2 separate regions of the Bos taurus genome follow, and region 1 is linked to region 2. A link is a contact called in public Hi-C data. All regions are on one chromosome and are shown on one strand. The core of a region is the stretch at or near the end of the contact, and the rest is flanking DNA. Distances in the headings are between cores, read along the strand shown.

What was found. A called contact is a pair of places that touch in the nucleus more often than the background predicts.
Region 1: a Hi-C map of liver shows a contact between it and region 2, with 2.8 times the contacts expected there. The contact joins two enhancer-like sites. A contact is called at or near these places in 2 of 11 Hi-C or Micro-C datasets (liver and skeletal muscle).

The regions. Positions count from the first base shown.
Region 1 is chr18:5,878,687-5,884,738 of ARS-UCD2.0, forward strand. All of the region lies in intron 8 of WWOX (WW domain containing oxidoreductase), which reads left to right. Among named protein-coding and RNA genes, the nearest start is that of MIR2285AL, 310 kb to the left of the region's middle. Within about 2 kb of position 3,630, at least 7 of the 102 cell types and tissues checked have an H3K27ac peak or open chromatin away from gene starts, as enhancers often do. A contact at or near this core is called in liver, where this site is marked.
Region 2 is chr18:5,834,088-5,839,675 of ARS-UCD2.0, forward strand. The region is part of intron 8 of WWOX (WW domain containing oxidoreductase); the gene reads left to right. Among named protein-coding and RNA genes, the nearest start is that of MIR2285AL, 260 kb to the left of the region's middle. Within about 2 kb of position 2,279, at least 6 of the 102 cell types and tissues checked have an H3K27ac peak or open chromatin away from gene starts, as enhancers often do. A contact at or near this core is called in liver, where this site is marked.

The sequences.
Region 1 (6,052 bases), core at 2,380-4,879, 46 kb after region 2:
TTACTGACCTTTGGCTCCTGGTTAGGATCAGGAAGGGACTAACTCCTACTGCCAGAGTCCTGTTCATCACCCTTCACAGTTACCATCTTCTTACCCTGATTTTTTTTTTTTTTTAATAGTGACACAAGTATTTGCCATCTAGCAGAAGTGGTAAGAATACAGATCATTTGGCCAGTGGCACACTCAATCTTTGGAAGAGACCTGTTCATTTGGGATGTTTTGAGGGCTCCCTTCCTTTGGCAAGTCCTGTGTATCAGCTTGGGGAACAGTTGGGGAAGGGCAGGCACAGCTTAGGTCCAAGCATGTGCCCACAGCAGTCGGCATGCCGAGGCATTCTACAGATGAAGGAAGAGCCTCCAGGAGAGCATAAGGAAGGACCCCCCCCAGTGGTCAGGGTAGGGGACCCTGGCATGAGGTGCCTACAGGAAAGCTGCAGCCTGAGCAGATGTGATCCCAGGAGAGTGAGGGGCTGGGGTGGGGGGACAGCAGAGCAGAGAGAAAGAGAGCGGCACTTGCTAAGTGGAGTCCTGCCCCCCCACCCCCGCACTACAGCTTGAACTCACACCTGCCCGAGGCCAACTGCAGTGGCTGGCACGTGGGATGGATTCGATGTTATTGGCAGAAGGCATCAGGGCTCAGATGGAAAGTGACTGAAAGTCATATTGGCAGTGGGCAGTGGAGAAAATGTAAAATGCCTTCAGCTGTGTCTGTTCACAGAAGAATTTTCCTCTGGTTTACTTGTGTGTGTGTGTGTGTGATTAAATGTAGTAACTCAGTACCGTAATGACAGGCTGGCAGAACACCTAGCTCACCATTCCAAGCATAACCCTGTACACAGGTGTGCATTTGATCATGACGCAAGTGTAGAACTGATTTTCATTGGAACTGCTTAGAGGAGGTGGTCAATGATCCCTTAGAACCTTAAGGAAGCCAAGAGTTCCCCTTCAGGCACATAGATCCAGCGATTAAAAAAAGAGAAGAGAAAAACAGCATGCATTTGAACCATGTGTCTCTACCCACATGGCTTCTCATTCCACGAATGCCTTTGAGGAGTTGGCCTCTTAAAGGAATCTCCCCATGGCCGGTGTTTCTGGGCATGTTACTAATTTCTAGTGAGACGGTTTACACACGCTGTCTCCTCCCACCCTGTAGACTTGGAGGATTCTGAAGAGGGTCAGGGATTGGCCCTCCCCGTCTTGAGTTCAGGGGTGACTGAGAGCAGCATGTGACTAAGCAGCTTCTGCAGGGAGAACAACCAGCTCTAAGGTCACCGCTCCGTGTTCACCGCTTCCTTCGGTCTCTACCGCTTGTGTTAAATCAGTAACAGAATTCTGGTACAGACCTCCCTGCACCAGTCTTGTGGCAGCCATCTTGCTGTATAAGCCACCCTCCACATTTATTATTCCCCCAGTATATGAGAGCTTTCTGTTTTCTGGCCCAGATTAGTATTTTCTCTCATTGTCAAGTGTCTGATCTGCCAGGCTGGGGATAAAAAAAAAAAAAAAGGCAACTCAATTTGTCAGGCTTTACATTAAGGCGAGAAGGTGTTTTGGTGACTTGTTCATCTTTTTTGTTCTCTTTCTTGGCTGTAAGGAATTGGCCTTGCTAATCTTCCCGATTCTTCATATTCTTTATCTCAAGGTGTGGGTACCTTCGAAAGCCCAGTCCATTTCACCAGCCACCTTTTATCGAAGAAGCTTAAAAAAGATGGAGGCAAACCCATAAGCAAGACTCAGTTTTCCTAAGCCACAGCGGCAATTTCCTGCTCAATTACAACCCTGGGTACCCTTTTAACTTGCTTGTCAGCAGAGGCTCCACGTGTCCCGGATAATCTTCCAGTTGGTGACAGGGTTATTGACTTACAGGTTTCTAGGGCATCTTCTTCCTTTTTTTTTTTTTTTTTTAAAGAAACGATACTCCCGGCCTCTTACTACTTTGTAGAAACTGGTTCCAATCCTTCCTCCTCCTGCTGTTCAGTCTGTGAGTACCTGGAGGTAATCACCCGCCCTCATCTGGTCCTACAGATTCGTTTTGTTTTGAGTTATGCCCACTTGGGGCCTCCAACCCTCTCTTATTTTTATAAACAGTCTCCATGATAATATATACACTCCAGATGGCTGGCAGCCAGCGTCTTCTCTGTTGTGCTGACGAAGGATTCATATTCCAACCCATTTACACAACGTCCTTGCCCCTCCTACCTTATAATCTTTTTATAAATTTCAGTTTACATTGTAACACTGGAGAACACTTAAAGTTCTGTTTCTTTCTCTCTTTTCCCATCCCCTCTTCTTTCTTCTCCCACCAGCTATCTTTAAAGCAGCTCTTAAACTTCTCATTTTAAGATGACACCTACCGAACATCCGTCTAAATAGTCTGTTTATTTACGGGCATGCCTTCTTTCCTGAACTTTGTGTTTCACCTGGAGTTTGCTCTGCTTTCCTTTGTACAAAAGAATGAATTTCCCGTTACTCTCCTGTGATAGAAACTCACCAATTCTCTGTTGTAATCAACAAATAGATGTTGAATGTTTGACTTTTTTTATAAAAAGGAAAAAAAGGAGTTTCAAGGGTAAGATCTGCCATCTGATGAATGTCAACTAAGTTTCCTCACTCACCTCTTTCTTCTCTCTCCTCCCCCCTCTTTAATTTGTTAATGCTCTCGACTTATTTTGCTTTGGATAATTTTCAAAGTACTGCTTCCTCTAGAGATCTCTAAAAGGCAGAAGTTCTAGCTCTTAAAGATTCGCCATTCTCAGAACAGCCCAGTTAGGGTGCCCTCAGGTTATTTATAACTGGATTTTATCTCAGAAAATTAACTAAAAGAAGATTAACCAAAAATCTAAAGGAAAATGCCTTAAACACCTCATCTATTATGCTATCCTCAAACAGATATTTTCATCTTAACAGCTTGGCAAACCCAGCGGAATGCTCTTTCTAGTTTGGGGCATAAAATAAGATAACACTCTGAATTCCTACAGGAAATCTTATAACCCCACTTAAAATTAAGGCATAAAGTATGAAAACGCAAGTTTCCTCCGTATAGTCTTATTACTCTGCCTGTTAACATAAGTGGTTCCTATTTCTGCTGGTTCGAAGAGCCCCAGGACATTTAAATACCTCTTCCAGCAACAAATACTTTTCCTTAAACACCCTCCCAGGTCAGGACTGAGTCATGATCTTCCCTCAGTAATGAGGAGGATCCTGCATTCAGACAACTCTTTCGTCTTCTCATTTATCCAGATGGAAGAGGAAGCCCGAAAAGTTAGTCCTACTTTATCCATCCAGGACTTCATTCATTATATTTCATTTCAGGAAAATTAAAAGGTAAAATCTTCAAACAGAATGAAAGGGCCTCATTGTTTGCTTGGCCTGCCTCCTCCCTCTGACCTGCCTCCTCCTCCTTCTGCCCTCCTGCCTCCTCCTCCCTCTCACCAGCCTCCTCCTCCCTTGGACCTGCCTGCCTCCTCCCTCTGACCTGCCTCCTCCTCCCTCTGACCTGCGTCCTTCTCCCTCTGCCCTCCTGCTTCCTCCCTCTGACCTGCCTCCTCCTCCCTCTGACCTGACCCTCCTCCTCTGACCTGCCTCCTCCTCCCTCGGACCTGCCCCCTCCTCCTCTGACCTGCCTCCTCCTCCCTTTGACCCTCCTCCTCCCTCTGACCTGCCCCCTCCTCCCTCTGACCTGCCTCTTACTCTCTCTGACCTGTCTCCTCCTCCCTCTGACCTGCCGCCTCCTCCCTCTGACCTGCCCCTTCCTCCCTCTGACCTGCCGCCCCCTCCTCCCTCTGACCTGCCCCCTCCTCCCTCTGACCTGCCCCCTCCTCCCTCTGACCTGTCTCCACCTCCTCTCCTTTTGCTTCACCTCTGCAGTTTCTCAGACATGCCAGGCGTGGCCCTGTCCCTGGGGCTTTGCCTTTGCCGTCTCTCTGCGTGGAATGCTCTCATCTGTCGCTGTGCGCGCTTCCCCTTCAGGTTCAGGGCGTTGCTCACACGCCCATTTCTCCGCACACTCTTTCCTCCCCGCTGACTATGGAATGAAGCTGCCTCATGCCTCTTTCCCGCCCTGCATCCTGTTTCTTCATCTTGCAGATGTAGACACAGCCCTGTGTGAACTTTTTGCTATTCCCTGCCCTCTAGAATATAAGTTTGGGGTTTCTGTCTTTTTTTGCTCCCTGGGGTGTAGAAGCGTGCTCAGCCATGACCGGCAGCTAGTCAGCACGTTAGCGCTTGCGCGTTCGCTATGCTGCGGTTACTGTTGGCCCCTGCTCCGCAGGGCCGCCGTGAGGACTGGAGCGGGCGCGTGTGCAGGGCGTGCAGCTCGCCTGGCCCCTGCGGGCTCGGTAAATGTCCTCAGCGTCACTCTTCCATTTCCTCTGCACCCCCTTCCCTCCAGCACCCAGCATCTTGGTTCCTATCCCAGCCAAGCTGCTGAGGTCAACTTCTTGAAATCCACTGGCAACACATTCTAAGTTCTATGATCCGAAGTATTTGTTCAGGCAGAAAAGCTCAGGGAGGAAAGCTGAGGAGGAGACGGAGGGCAAGGATTATGGCCTCCAAGGTCGCCGACCTCAGTCTCCTCACCTGGAAAGGGGCTAACAGCGCCTGCCGGACTGACTGCTGTGCTAATGGGGGCTTGATGAAGTCTGCATCTCACCTGGAGACACAGCGAGTATGTCCACAGATAGCCCTTCTCAAATTCCCATTGGTTTATTGATGCCTTAAGGACAGGATTACGGCTCACAATTTGTCAGGCTCTCTTCCACATCCCCAAACATCTAACACCATCCTGGATATCAAGTCAGCTCTCTCAAAAAAAAAAAAAAAAGAAAACCAGACTGGTGACAGATCTCTTGGTCAATAAACCTGATGTCTGTCCAAGAGACAACATCGTCATGCCCCAAACTGATTTTTCACAACCTGGAACCTCTCGAGTCTGCCGTACTGTTAACTGAGTTTAAACCTCTTATTTTTCTAAACATTTGGAACTCTTGTGACATGGTTTTTCATCTGACCAAAAATCACTGTTAAAATGTAGGAAAGTTGAAAGAGTGAAAACAGAGAGAAGATCCAAGTCAATGCTGCCATATGTAACCCAACAAACACTGATTTCAGGAAGGAAACCAGGATCTATTTTGTGGTTTATTTCATGATCGCACAGAGATGCTGGAGCAAGTCGGGCATCAGAAAAGCCGCCAGCCCCAAACAAAGATGTCTTTGCTGCCTTTGCAGTTTTCTCTCTTATTAACATGAAAACACTTTACATGGCTGGAAACATCTAAAGGCTGTTTTTTATTTTATTTTCCACTACTTCACTCTAAATGCTTCACCCCGTACCTGTGGAAATTAGACTGTCACCTGCTTTTCGCATCCTGTTTTCTTTGGTGTTTGTAATGAAGCCCTCTGGGAATCCGCGCGATTACAAAAATGAGTTACAAATCCTCATTCAGGGTACAAAAGTGTGTAGCTGCTTTCCTTCTCTGTTTAAATAGTCTACAAAACAAGAAATAATTAGTCAAGCACTATCGGTAATTAAGCACATAAGATGAACATTAAACAAACTGCAATCTTGCATCATTTTGAAGGTGGGTAGGCAGGTTTTCGCGTTTGGAATCCAGCCAAAACGCCCATCTTCATTCCCTTTGCTCCTTATTTATTATCGGCGAGGGAGTTCGCTTGCCTAAGCCGTGATGGACTCTCACCGGCGGTCCATCTGAGAGTTCACGAAAGTGTGAACCACTGTTTTTTGACAACCCGACCGCTGGGAGCGGAGGATTTCAAAGAACTTGATATATTGAGAGTGGAAAGACAGCGTGTTTCTCCAACATGGGAGTGTGTTTCAAAGTTAAGATAGGCTCACAATTCAGAGAACTGCCCTGCCTTCTTGTATATGATGACTTGCTCACAGAGACCTGTAAAACCCTGCTTCTTTCAGAACACTCTTCCTCATTCACTGCCCCTTCTTCAAGCCCCTGGGGCCTCTTGTAAAATTTTGTCTCCCGAGTCACCACTGCAACAAGCAAAAATCTTAAAAGAAGAAATTTTTTTTTTTTTGCAGT
Region 2 (5,588 bases), core at 1,029-3,528:
TGTCAGCCAGAAACTGGCTAGCAAACAGCCTGGACCCAAGACACTGGTCCAAACCAGTTCTGAGCAACTTGGGGGTCTAACCCAACCTCTCTGATGCCAGCGTGGAGTAACTCTGGGGAAATGGCAAAGGTCAAATCGTTCAGAGTCCTCTGCGGCCCCTAGTGGAGCTAAAGGGGCTCTTTATACCTTTTTCCCATTGCCGGTTTTTCTTAAACTTTAGCTCTGTTTCTTTTCTTTCTTCCTTCTTTTTCAATTCTGATTTGCAAAGAATAGGGAAGCTTAGCCAAACTGCAATTTCAAAGTATTGCCTCTTAAGCCCAGGCCAAGTGTAGAGACTTGATAGAATTCTGATTAATGCATCTTATTACATTAATTTTCAGAGGAACCCACAGGCATTTCTCCTCCTCCGAGCGTGGCCTGGCCTGCCAGAAGCATTTGTCCACTTAAAGAGCTAATATCTTCAGCTCCCAACAACCATAAAACTGAAAACCTATCGGAAGAGTTGGCTTCTTTAGATGTGCATTCGGCCCAGTGCAAAATAGATACAGAACTTGGCTGAACTTTGCTTCAAATTTGCCAATCAAAACTCCCAAGCCCACGCCAAGTTGGCCATGAAACCTCGTGCTCGGAGCCAGCGCTAATTATGTCAACAAAGAAGCTCAAACGCAGCCCCCTTAAGTCCCGCACTCTGTGGGCGTCAGGGCGGCGGCGCCAGAGTGCAGGCATGCGGGCCCTGCTCAGACGGGCTCCATCTTCTCCCAGCTTCCTCCTGCAACCCCCAGGAACACCTCAGGCCCCAGCCACCCCTCTCATCATTGACAGTCTTCCTTAGAAATGAGAGACCATCTCACTGGGTGTTCCGGGGAGCCGACTCAGAGGGGAGATTTCCCGTGCGGGAGTTTTCTTAGGGTCAACACCTGTAGGTAAGATGAAGCTGGCAGAGAGGCTGAGCTGAGATGCAGCCAGCAGAGGGTCCCAGCCGACCTTGCAGGGGCCTGTGGAGCCAAAAGGGCCCATCGGTGTGTCAGCACCACCGCTCGGGCCAGTGTGGACAGGCCTTCATGCCCCCGCCTGCCTGGACTCAGCATCTCATGGACCGTCCCGGGAAGGCTGTGGCCTTGCCCAAGGAAGGACGTGCTCCTCTGCATTCGGTGCACCTGGAGGCCTGGACACCTGGAGGTCACAGGCCTCCCTTCCAGCCTGGGCATATCCCGGCTCCTCCCCTCCCTCACCATCGCAGCCCCCAGCACGAAACCCTCCCCTGTGAGTCAGGCTTGTCATGAGCTGTGCTGCAGCCCTTGTTCATCCGAGCCTTGGCGTATGGTAGAAAGCCCTGGAACCAGGCAGACCTGGATTTCAGTGTTATCTCTGCCATTACTGCTAGCTTTCCAGTGGGGGTAGTAAGGTGTCAGAGGTCAAATCAGTCAACCCTAAAGGAAATCAACCCTGAATATTCATTGGAAGGACTGATGCTGAAGCTCCAATACTTTGGCCATCTGATGTGAAGACCCAAATCACTAGAAAAGACCCTGATGCTGGGAAAGATTGAAGGCAGGAGGAGAAGGGGGCGAACAGAGGATAAGATGGCTGCATGGCATCCCTGACTCAGTGGACATGAACTTGAGCAAACTCTGGAAGATAGTGGAGGACAGGGAAGCCTGGCGTGCTGCAGTCCATGAGGTAGCAAAGAGCTGAACACAACTTAGCAGCTGAACAACAACAACAAAAGGTGTCAATGAGGCGGAAACAAAATAATGCAAGTCAGGCCTTTTTCTTGTGGTTTATCTTGTCCTGTAGCCTGCATCGTTGCTGTGACCCTCTGAGTACCTGCAGCAGACCTGGCACCCTAGCGGGCTCTCTGGATGCAGAGAACCCGTCTCTGCTGGCAGCAAGCATCGGGGAAGCCGCTTAAGCCTACGTGCCGACACTGAACAAGAACAGTGATGATCACCTATCATTTTAATGTCAGAAATCCAAGTGTGCAGTGCGGGATCGCCCTTGCCCACCCGCAACCCGAAGCTCTGGACATGTTCTCCTCTGCCCGCCCTTGACCAGTGGGAGTAGCCCGTCTGTGTGCAGGAGACAACGATGGAATCTCAGAAGACCCAAGGGTATTGTCTGGGGACACCGTGATACTCCTCGATCACTTCACCATCCTTTAAAAAAAAACTCAAACAAGCCATTGAGAAATTCTACCCAGAAGATTCCAGGCCCCATTCCTATTAGTAAAGTTGATGGTCGACTGCCAAGAAAACCTAGGCAGTTCTTGGGGTCAATAGGGCAGGATGACTGCACACCGCCTTCCTAACCCTAAAATATGCTGAGAACTCCAGTGAAAATAAAAACCCTGGGCCTTTGCTCAGGAAGGGGCCTCTTGGTTAAGTACAAAGCATATCCCTTATGTGAGTTTCCTTCTGCTACCATCACAAGCTAGGTGGCTTAGACAGGAATTGCTGTCTCACCGTTTAGGAGGCCAGAAACCCAAAATCAAAGTACTGGCAGGGTCTGTCTTGTTCTTTTTCTTCCCTGAGACTCAGAATCTGTTCCAGGCCTCTCTTGCAGCTCCTGGTGGTCGCTGGCATTCCTAGGCTTCACATCGCTTCAGTCGTGGCCACTTCCTCGCCTGACCTTCATCTCTCTGACCCTATATGTCCTTTTCCATCTCTTAAAAGGGCACCACCAGTCATTGGAGCTAGGAGTCACCTTTAGCCAGTATAAAGTCATCTTGATCTTTATCTTAACTCCACCCGCAAAGACTCTGTTTCCAAATAAAGTCACATTCTGAGCTTTGTAATGAGCGTGAATCTGGAAGAGCACTGTTCAGCTCCCCCCACCATGCCCTACAGCTTTCTGGGTCATTCCTCTTGGCCTGTTTGGCCATATGCATCTTTTATGAGTCAGGAGCTGTGGTTTAACCTCTACCCGCCCTTCCCTCATGGAGAGCTTCCTCTGTACCTAATGAGCAGAAGAATAAAAGAAGGAAACTGAGGCCCAGAACTGCAGACTGACTTGGGTCACACGGCTCGTCACGGGGGAGGCTGAGCTGGAAACCAGCCTCACCAGCCGTGTCCCGCCGCCCACGCCCCCTCCCTGCTCCCGCCCACCCGTGGTGTCTCCTTTTGAAAACCCCAAGGCAAATAAAGCAAACCAGTGGCAGGATTGTGAAACGCTGTGATGCTTGCCTTTGCCCCTGGTCTCATCTTAACAGCAACCAGAATGTTTACAAGGCTCAGTTATTCATTTTCCAACACTGTCCCAGGGCCAAGGTCAGGTGACTAGCGGTATTCTTGCACCCGTGCATTATTTCGTTTGTAGGGTTTAAAGTTGCCTTTGGGAAGCGCCAAGGTGTGTTTCATATTTCACAGACAAGGAACCGAGGCCTGGGGGAAAGTGGAATTCCATGGCTCACTAAACACCAGCTAAGACTCAGGCTTCTGAGTCCAACACATATCATTCCCATCCCCAGCTAGAATTTTAAATACTTTTTCTAATTAAAACATTATTAATTTTATCTGGCTGGGTCTGGTCTTTGGCACCCAGGATATTTGCCGCAGCGTGTGGGTTCTGTGTCCCGGCACACAGGTTCAGTAATTGTAACATGCAGGCTTAGTTGCCCTGTGGCATATGGGATCATCCTTCCCCGACCAGGAATCAAACCCGCGTCCCCTGCATTTGAAAGGAGATTCTTAGCCTCTCGACCCACCAGCGAAGTCCCTAGAACTTTAAATATTTAAGAAATGAAGACTTCAGAGTCTAGACACATGCCAGAACCCAGAAGCACAGATTTGCTAATCTGCAGCAGAGTGCTTTGCATCCTTCCATGGCTTTGCCTTCCAGAGTCACACTGCAGGGCCAAAGCTTTTTATAGGACAGCGTCCCTGTTGAACAGACACTTAGCATATTTAAGTTGGGATCCAGGGGAACCAGAGTGTTGGGGGAGATACCTAACGAAGGCTGTTTTCTCTTCAAGGATGCAGTAAAATTGAAAAGTAATCCCTCAAGGGCAGCCACTTGTAAATTAGGAAGGAAGGGGAAAAAAAAGGTCCCATAAAGACACATCACAAGGGGGTTTGACTAAGCAGAGGAACTGGAAAAAGAGAAAAGGAGGCTTGCACGTTGCTTGTAAATTGGTGAATAAATTCTGTTAAGGAAAGATTGGATTCACATTCAACGTGGGAAACAGGGAAAGGCCTTTTCTTGCACGCTGAGAAGTTTGAATACACTTTCAGGAGCTCTTCGTTATCTCAAATTAAATCTTAAATTGGGCTTGTGGTTCTCTGTGAATTAATACTCCGGCCTCTCAGCCCTGCTGCCGAGGTCATTCAAATCTAATGGTGGAAATGGTCGCAGGGTCAGCCCTTGGTCGGCGCTGTATAGAAGTGCCTTAATGATGCCCCAGACGTTTGCATTCTGCGGCCGGGTGGCTGGGCGGCGGGCACTGGGGTGGGGGAGGGCTGAGCAATTGCAGTATCGTACAGGCAGCCCATGTGAATGAGGAAGTACAGATCTCGGGCCATCCCACCGTTCAGCGTTGAAGCAGAGGGCCGGTGCTTTCTGAAACAGGAAGATGTAAGGGAAGCCACCCTCACCTGCATGTTAGCCATGGTGACCCACGTCTCAGGATGCCACAAAGGTGAGGGTCACCCATCCACGTGATCACATACATCAATCCAGAGACAGTCGGTTCTCTGGACAGATGTGGAAGAAAGGCTTCTCCTGAGGCATAAACAGACCTTGTTTGGTAAAAACAGCCCTGGCCCCTGATGTCAGGGAGTTTGCATAAATACGTGCATATATTCCTGCAGATGTGTGCATTTCAGCCCAGCCGAGTGTGCACTGGTGTGAAATGCACAGCGATACCTACTTCTCAGTGGATTCCTTGACTTCGCTATTTCTCTCTGCCCTGGTCTTTTTTTCTCCCTTAACTGGGATTGTCAAGCGCTCATGATCCTCCCAACTTGCTCATTGGTAAAATGGAAATAATAATAGGGCCCACTTGAGAAGGCCGGTGGATTAGAACAATTAATAAAAGACGGCCGGCACACAGTGCAGTTTCAGAATCCACTGGGGCTTGGCCTGCCGTGGAGGTTGCACCGTGTCTGTTGGTAGTACCTAGGTGTCTAATCACGTGCAGCACATAGTAGGACCTTAACAAATGCAATGTGTTGTTATACATTACGTTGCTATATATAATCGGAAGAGAAATTATTTTTTGGCATGTCACTTCTTTCTGTGCAAAATTCCTCCATTTTACAGATGGTGGCCGGGGGACCCGAGAGCTCCCGTTAAATACTTTTGTCAGGAGATTTGACCCCACGGCTGTTCTTTCAGGACCCCAGTCTGCCTCTCTGTGGGGCTTTAGCAGATCCATCTGCAAGACACATCAGCATCATTGAAAATGGTAAAGGATGACCAGAATGGCTGATCTGCCGAAACAGTGAGCGCTGACACCAGTCAAGTGCTGCTGGGACGCCATACTCTGCAAAGAGCTTTACAGAGTTACATCAGAACGGCCTTCGGGAGGGCAGTGTGTTGGGCAAGCCCGCTTTACAGATGAGTGTAGTAAAGGTCGAAGGTATAGAGTCACT